Regions from separate parts of the Oryctolagus cuniculus genome. Here region 2 is linked to region 1. A link is a contact called in public Micro-C data. All regions are on one chromosome and are shown on one strand. The core of a region is the stretch at or near the end of the contact, and the rest is flanking DNA. Distances in the headings are between cores, read along the strand shown. Region 1 holds the start of OSTF1 (osteoclast stimulating factor 1). Region 2 holds the start of C1H9orf40 (chromosome 1 C9orf40 homolog).

What was found. Hi-C and Micro-C count contacts between places; a contact is called where the count stands out from the background.
Region 2: a contact with region 1 is called in a Micro-C map of ear pinna, with 3 times the contacts expected there. The contact joins the promoter of C1H9orf40 here to the promoter of OSTF1 in region 1. A contact is called at or near these places in 4 of 6 Hi-C or Micro-C datasets (ear pinna, psoas muscle, skin fibroblasts and 1 more).

What each region holds. Positions count from the first base shown.
Region 1 is chr1:155,171,643-155,176,033 of mOryCun1.1, forward strand. It overlaps OSTF1 (osteoclast stimulating factor 1), which reads right to left and starts at 2,339. Exons shown (of 10, transcript XM_051846611.2): 1 at 2,206-2,339. The coding sequence starts at 2,239. NMRK1 (nicotinamide riboside kinase 1) reads left to right here and starts at 1,961. Exons shown (of 8, transcript XR_011379500.1): 1 at 1,961-2,919.
Region 2 is chr1:155,300,229-155,304,481 of mOryCun1.1, forward strand. It overlaps C1H9orf40 (chromosome 1 C9orf40 homolog), which reads left to right and starts at 2,387. Exons shown (of 2, transcript XM_002708210.5): 1 at 2,387-3,050. The coding sequence starts at 2,649.

The DNA.
Region 1 (4,391 bases), core at 1,089-3,588:
CCAGGTCTCCCACTTGAGCACAGGGAGTCAACCACTTGGAACATCCTCCGCTGCTTTCCCAGGAGCATTAGCAGGGAGCTGGATCAGAAGTGGAGCAGCCAGGACTTGAATCAGTGTGCATATGGGGTTCAAGCGTTGCAGGCAGAGGCTTTACCCACTATAGCACAGCGCCACCCCCCCCCAAAAAAAAAAAAAAACTGATTTCTATAATGTCTGTATTTGTGTTTGGATCTCATTGACAACTTACTGTGAAGTCAAAGTTCTCTACAACAGCAGTCATATTTAACTATGTGCTTTCTGAGTTACTCAGGAGGAAGGGAGGGGTAGGCATTGTGGTTCAGTGGGTTAAGCCATACTTGCAATACAGGGATCCTCTATCTGAGTACCGCAGCACCACTGCTCCACTTCCAACCCAGCTCCCTGTTAATACTCCTGGGAAAGCAGTGGAAGGCGGCCCAAGTACCTGGTCCCCTGCTACCCACGTGAAGAGATCAGGATGGAGTTCCTGGTTCTTAGGTTCTGTCTGGCCCATCCCTGCTTGTTGAGACCATTTGAAGAGTGAACCAGAGAATGGAAAATCGATCTCTCTCTCTCTCTCTCTTTCCCCCTCCCTCTCTCCCTTTCTCCCTCTCTTTCAGTTTCTCCCTCTGTATCAATCTGCCTTTCAAATCATACAACAAAAATGGTTCCCAGGAGTGAGCACTCAACTAGTTACAGGATGATTCCGTAAGCCACACCCAAGCATGCATGAATACACAAGCAAGCACACACTCAGCGGCAGCACACACACACACACACACACACTCCTATCGCTGCCCTCCAGATGCAACACAGGCATCACTTACGTCTGGAGAGATGAACTGCTTCTCAGAACACTCTTTAAAGCACTCTGCTTAGCAATCAAAAACCGACTCTGCTTTGTTGGACACTAGAGGTCCTGATTTACATCTGGGTTTAGAAAGCTGACATCTCGTGCATACATACTTCACATGCAAATTCCTCGTCAGATTCCACAAGCAAAGCAGAGCTTTGCCCCATCTTTTGCTCCCCGCGTGGCCAGACTCAGCAGCTGCCTTCACACCCAGCTGACCAAACTGGAAACCTTCATGGACTGACTATTGCACAAGGGTGACTGTTCTGAAGTACAGGAACCTGAGCCCGCCACTGAATGATCTCAAAAGAAAGACAACCTCACAATCACTAAAGCTGTAGAGCTTACCCAACATTTAGGAAGGTCAAGGGAATATAATGAACCCACGCGACTACCTCTTGCTACTGAAGTCACTTCAAAACCTGACGTAAACAGATTAAGTTTCAGCCTTTGCTATTCCGAAATTACAAGACTGGAAGAAAAAAATATTGAGAGTCTTTCGGGTCATTTATCTACCTTTTCCTACCTTTCCCTTAATACACACTCAGCTGTCCCTAAGAGTGTGTTAACGGTGCTGAATTGAAATGTCAGCCCCTTTTAAACGCTCTCGCTTCTCTCTAACGCAGAGAATACTTTGAGAGTCACAAACGAACAAGAACAATCGGCCAAGAAAACTGCTTGGAGGAGTTGGCGAGCGTCACGCCCAAGCCCCTGGAGAGGCCGAGGCGGAGGACGCGGTTGCGCGCCACCGCGGCACCTGCGAAAAGCCACGGCCGAGGTGACCGTGCCGCAGCCCGGAGGGACCCACGGACGCCCCACCGCAGACCCCGGGGTCCCCACCCAGCGTCGCCAGGCTCCCGAGCCCCGCAGGCGGCCGGCTCATCACCCCACCCTGCGGGCCGCGCACTTCCCGTTCGCCCCGGCCGGTCAAGAACTGGAGTTTGACAGTGACACGCACCGAGAAAGAGGAAGTGGCGAAGGAGCCTTCCCAGCCACACTGTTTTCCGTTTTCTAAGGCGATCGACGGCCCTGGCTCCCTGGACAGCTTCGACGGGACTTGGCCATCGCACTCCCGAGAAGGTGGAGCGCATGACAACGTTGCAAACCCCAGCGCGACGCCTCTTTAACAAGTTTTTTTTTTTTTCTTTTTTTAAGATCCTCGAAATCCTTTTGCTCTCCAAAAGTGATCCAGCAAAGCTAAGGACCCCGGCGGTGGGGAGTCTGACTGGGAAAGCGAGGCTCGGGGCCGGAACGCGCCCGGTCCGCCTTGCCAAGTGGCACAGGAAGCGCAGGGCACCGAGGCGGCCGGAGGACCCGGCGAGCGCCTGCCTTACCTGGTTTGACTGGTTTGGGAGGCGGCTTCGACATCTCGCTTCCTGGAGCGGTGACTCCCAAAGACCCCAACGAGAAAAGCCAACCGGTCGCCCAGTCAGCCTGCACTGCGGACGCCCCCAAAGTTTCTTTTTGTGTGATTGGCAGACCCAGCGCCTCCAAGGACCTGCGCCCAGACTCGGCTGCGCGAGGAACGGACGCGGTCAGAGCGGCCGGGCCCAGCGCTCCGCCCCGGCCCGCCCCGCCCCGCCCGCGGCCGGAGCCCTCCCGGGCGCGCGCCGGGCCGACGAGGAAGTGGCCGCCGGCTCGCCGCGCGCTAATTGGCTCCCAGGGTGGCAGCTTCGCCGCGGCTCGGAGCGCGGGGCGGCGCGCACGGCGGCGGGACCAGCAGCGACCGGGCGAGGGCGCTGCAGACACGCGCCAGGGCAGGTCTGGCCGCGCGCACCCGCGACGGAAGGGGGCCGGAGCCTTGCGGGAGCGCGCGCGAGGCCACGCTCCCCGGAGCCCCGCCTCAGTCCCGCCCCGTCGCGGACTGCAGCTGGCCGCTGCGTCGGACCCGGGTGGGCAGGGGCGCCTTCGGGGGCCGCACCTACCTGGCCGGCTTCCTACCTGGGCGGAGCGCGGGGGAAGGCGGTGGGGAGTGGCGGGTCAGCGCCAGGCGCGCACTTGTCCGTCGCCTCTGCAGCGCTGCCGCCGGAGACGCGAGCCGGAGCCAGGTGAGTGCCGGCCTTTCCCCGCTGCACCGCCTCGCGGGGCCTGGGGGTCGTTGCAGAGTGGGTCTGCGTGGGACTCTGGCCTCCCGGAGCGGGCCAGAGGAGGACGCGTGCTCCTGACGGCTTGGGGCTTAGCGTCCCGTGCGAATCCGGGAAATGGGCGCGCTCCCTGCACGGGAACGCACAGGGAGTGCGGAGCACTCACAGAGTCGCACAGAAAGGCTTTGACGTCCTCAGGCCCACTATTGCCTGAGTGTGTACGGCTTTTTAAGAAGTTTCCTACGCTTTTTTAATGGCTGAAGAGAAACCAACAGTATTTTGTAGCACGTGAAAATATGGTGAGATTTAGATGCAGCGGCCCTTATAAAGATTCGTTAGCAGGCGGTCGTGGTCCGTTTGTATATGGATTGTCTGCGCTGCCTTCACTAAGGACCGAAGGCTTGAGTAGCTGCCTGCAAAGTCCAAGACGGTTACTATCTGACACTTTACAGGAAAAAAAAAAAAAAAAAAAAAAAAAAAAAAAAAAAGGTGACCTCTGATCTAGCAGATTAAATCTCCCAGGAGGCTAGGGCTGTGTGCACAAATTCACCATAGCCTCGTCAGCCTTTTACGCTGGTTAAATATTTGGGGAAACAACAATTGAAAAGAAAAAGTATTTACGTAAGGCTGTATAGCAGTGAGCTTTCAGTGTTTCTACGAGAGGTTGGTTTTTCAAAATGGAGAGTTGAATGGGAAAGGGGCCTGGATTACGTTTGCAGGAACCCCAGCCTTGGGAAATTTCTGTTTACCAAAAGGAAGCAAACCTTGAACAAGTAGGAAGAGGCTGCCTGTCTCTTGGAAGATAATCAAAATATCTGCTGAATACAATCAATGAGAAGTCATGAAAACATTTCACCCTTTCAAAACTGCCCGGCTCCCTTTTGATGCATTTGAAAGCACATTTTGTTCTCATGTTGTCATCTTGCAAACTATTTGTGGCAGGCAATTGCTGTCTTCCCTTACAGTATGCTGATTCAGCACACCTTCCCCCTCCTCCAGGAAATATTCTGGAGTTTAGACTAAAAAAGTACCATGTTTACTAGTAAAATGCGTTAAACATAAACACCAATTATGAAAAAAAAAGACTCAACAACATTTGAGAGGCAGCCATCGGGCCTCATGGTTAAGACATTTGTTGAGAGGCCCCGTATGGGAGGCTGGGTTTGAGTCCTAGCTCTGCCCCCAGTTCCAGCTTCCTGCTCCTGTGCACCCCCTGAGGCTGCAAATGGTGGTTCTAGTGATTGGGTCCCTACCACTCACAGGGGAGACTTGAGTTTCTAGGCCAGGCCATGCCACTGAAGCATTTGGGAAATGAGCTGGTGAATGGGAGCGTACTTCTGTGTGTGTGTGTGTTTCTTTGCCTCTCAAATAATGTTATGTATAAAGGGGCTGATGTTTGTCACAGTAGTTAAATTGCCACTTGGTTCACCTGTATC
Region 2 (4,253 bases), core at 1,137-3,636, 130 kb after region 1:
ATTTTTCTTTAGTTCACAATGCAAAAAGGAATGCATTGACATAGATAATTCCCAGGACACTGAGTTTTTCAGGAATGGACTAAATAGCTGGTATGATCATTAACAAAAGTGTTTTGAAGGCAGGTGCTGCGACTCACTTGGCTAATCCTCCGCCTGCGGTGCTGGCACACCGGGTTCTAGTCCGGTCGGGGCACCGGATTCTGTCCTGGTTGCTCCTCTTCCAGGTCAGCTCTCTGCTGTAGCCCCAGAGTGCAGTGGAGGATGGCCCAAGTGCTTGGGCCCTGCACCCGCATGGGAGACCAGAAGGAAGCGCCTGGCTCCTGGCTTTGGATCAATGCAGCGCGCTGGCAGTGGTAACCATTTGGGAGGTGAACTAATGGAAAAGGAAGACCTTTCTCTGATTCTCTCTCTCTCACTGTCTAACTCTGCCTGTCAAAAAAAAGAAAGTGTGAAAAAAAAAAGTGTTTTGAACTTCAGGTGAAGTTTATGTTGAGAAATAAAATTTATATTTTTTATTTTTAAATCCCATTTTCCCACAAACTTTTCAAAGCTGTCTCATATACATAGATGGGGAAATTACAAAGACAATAAACAAAAGAATAATGTTAATCAAAATTAAAAACGGAATCGCCTGGAGTGAAGAAAAGTGATTTACCAATGGGAGAGACACATAGGGAGATTGTCATGTTCTGGTATTTGTAATATTCTATTTCTGAAATGGAACGCTGGATTTATTACTATCAGTTTTTTAACAGCATGCATGTTGTACACAACAATTGTATATATACAGTAGCCACACTCCCCCTTCAAAAAGAGTATGTCAAGACCCTCAGTGGGTACCTGAAATAGTAGATAGCACTAAATGTTATGTACAAACGCCACAATATCACCACCAACAGTCTGAGAAGGAAGATTATTACTAAGTGAATAGCAGCTGGCACATAGAGCATGGATACACTGGACAAGGGCTGAGTCGCATTCTGGGAAGGATGGAGCAAGAAAGCATGAGATTTCATCACAGCACTCATAATGCACACTTTTAAAAGTTCTGAATTATTTCTGGAATTTTCAATTAATATTTTCAGATGGCTGTTGACCACTGTAGGTAACTGAAACCACAGAAAGCATGGATAACAGGTAACCACCACACATGATAAATTTTACAATTGGATAAAAAAAAAAAAAAAAAACAAGAAAAAAAGTCTATGGAAAGAAAACACAAAGCAATGAACCATTAGCTAAACCACACCCTATCGACTTTGAGCAGGAGCCCTTCAAAGACTTTCAACAAAATATCTGCCCTCTAGCATGAAACTGGACTGAAAACGGCAAATTCGTCCTGTGTGTCATACAACGGGGTTATTAACTTCAAACAACAGAAGAGCTAATATTTTCCTACCTTAGAAAGCCATATATTTCTACTCTTGCTAGGAAGTAAGTAACTGACCAATCCTCCCACAGCCACCTTGAGGTGTCAGGGCAAAGGGTAATTAATATTTAGGTAGTATCTACCGGCTAGAAGAAACCGTCCTTGTTTTTCTCAGAAGACCATAGCTTTTCTCTTCAAAGCACTTATAAGTCCTATTTTCTTCCATTTTTGTTTACTTGGTCACCGTCTTTATGCCAAACTGTTAAAAATACAAGTTACACCGCAGGGGCCTCTATCTTTACACTGCGTGTCAACACACAACTGCGCCGCACTCAAGTTTTTGAATCTCAGTCTGCCAACCTCACCCAGTACGACGGGAACTCGGATTTTCCCTATAATTTAGAAGCCACACAATTTTAGGACTCAGTTGGAAAAGAGAGGAGCAGGCTTGCTTCCTGCCAAAACTACCCAGCTATCTTGGATGGCTTCGTATGGTGTCTGGAATTTCAAATTTCTAAGTAGGATGTCTTCGAGGAATGCCTCCACTTTTCACAGCAGCCGCCACCAAACTAACTTCGTTTTTACTTTGTTACATTTTTTTCCTTCACGTTATCTATTGCCACTTCCTTCAGCCTTGAAACTCCCTGGTGGTTTGGGATAGTAACGTAAAGATTCTTAACCAGCACGTTAAAAAGTCTGTGTATAACCTTGGTCCCTCAATCTCGAGCCGCCCCGAGGGCACTGACCCAAGCAGGGACTACCACACACACCTCAAAGGGATTCTCTCGCCCACAGAAAGCTCTGGAACGCACAGTTCTTAGCCTATTCGGAAGCCGCTCTGCCCCTGCCCCGCCCCGCCCCTAAGGAAACAAGACCACGCCCCTCAGCCGGCTCCTCTCAGGCTCTTCAATCAGCCCGCCACCGCCTTCCCGCTTCCCGCCCCCTGTGCGCACTTCCGGCCCAGGGAGCGCTCGGGAGCGCGCTCCGCAAACCTCGACCAACCAGCGGCTCCGCCGGGCTGGCGCGAGTGCGCGCGCGCAGATTCGTGCGCAGGTTCGAATCTCCTGCGCTTCGCGGTTGCTCGCCAACGTCTGGGCCGCACCTCCGCGGTAGCGAGGGCAGCGCGCGCCGGCTGCGCCGCCCCGCCCCCTCCCCGCTGTCCACCTGCCTGTGGCCTCCTCAGCCGACCGCGGCCTAGCCCTCCCTCGCGCGCTCCGCCCCCACGGTATCGGCGCTCGGCCTCCCGCGCCGGGCCGGCTCCGCCCGAGCCTCTGGGCCCATGGCCAAGCGGCGTGCGGCCGAGCCGCTGGCGTTCCACGTGCCTTGGAAGCGGCTCCTCTGCGATTTCTCGGAGGAGCCGCCTCCGCCGCTCTGGATTCCGCCGCCCGGGGCTTCGCATCCTGGGCTGTCCCGAAAGCGCAAAATCGACGCGGGGGCCATGGCAGAGCCTTCGGCTTCGCCCAGCAAGCGCCGCGACAGCGGGGACAGCAGCGCCCCGGGCGGCGAGGAGCGTGAGGACCACAGCCTGGACACCGTCGAGCCGTCGCTGTTGCAGCCGTCCTTACGGCCCCACGGCCCGGGGGAGGAGTCCCGCGCTGCCCGGCCCCTGAGGGGCGGTGGCGACGATGGGGCGGGACGCGCAGGGTCCCCTCGGGGAGACTGGGGGGCCGCACCGCTCCAGGTAGGGGCTGGGGGCGGCCTGGGAGCCTCTGCGGGTGTGCGTGGGGAGAAAGGGGTTCGTCTTTCCCTCAGACTCCCGGCAGGCGTGAAACGGGTTGTCACACTCGGCTTGTGCACCCCCAGAGGCGACTAGCTGGGGTCACCCCTCTGGAATGGGTGCCAGCCCCCGCCGGCACGTTAGGGCTCCCCGGGCCCACCCTTGACCGCACTTCGAGAGTCCGCTAGGCTGGCCTTGTGCGGGAAAGGCCGTCGGGTGCGGTGGAAGTGGCCCCTCGTGCGGGGGCGGCGGGAGCGTGGTGGGGACGTTGACCGAGGTTCAGCTCCGCGACAAACCTCGGAGCCAGGTGCAATGCGCCTGCTTGGTTTTAACGATGATTATTCTGGAAGCCGTGAGAGACGGCTTTCCAAAGACGGTCGCCGTTGCGGTTGCCATCAGTTTGGTCGAACTAAGGGTGTGATACAGGTCCCACCGCTGTATTTGGGGGAAAACAACTCACGATCTTTAATCTTACTTAAAAAGATCACTTTTGGACATTAATTTGGTCCATCAGGTAAAGTGTACATGAGAATCTCGGGAGTTTCTGCTCCTTGGGAAATGATCCCGTTTCATGCCTGATGCTAAGAATCCCTAGAAGACTCGACTGGGTCCTCGGTGTTCAGTATGGCAGCCGCCGGTTTGGTGAGACAGTTTTTTGCAAGTGTGAAATAGTCGACTTCAAAGAGTTACTAAAAGAAAAATATACAGTACTAGAACATTTTTACCTGGACCTCACGTTAAATAACTTGGATGTGTTGGACTGAATAAAACATTAATTTCACCTCCTTTTTTTTTTACTATGGCAACTAGAAAAATATAAATTTATGTTGATGGCTCAAGTTACAGTGTTGGGCAGGTTGGTCTAGACTTAAGAATGCAAAGTGCTTTTTTTCCTTTTCTGCTATTCTCCTAGCAAGGGGGCTTTCGGAATGGAGACACCAAGTGTAGGGCTCAAAATTCACCAAACCCTTTAAAACTGCAGCAAAGCATCTTTCTCAGATTTTTTTCTGTTGTTTTAAATGTCTTATGGCAGAGTTTATCATAAGCCTTATTCCACCCTCTCCCCAAAATACATTGAGATTTCCTTTGGCATGACTCCTTCAGGTGAAAAATGCAATAATATTATACTTGAGAATGTTTTTTCCCCTGTAATTGTGAAAAAGTATG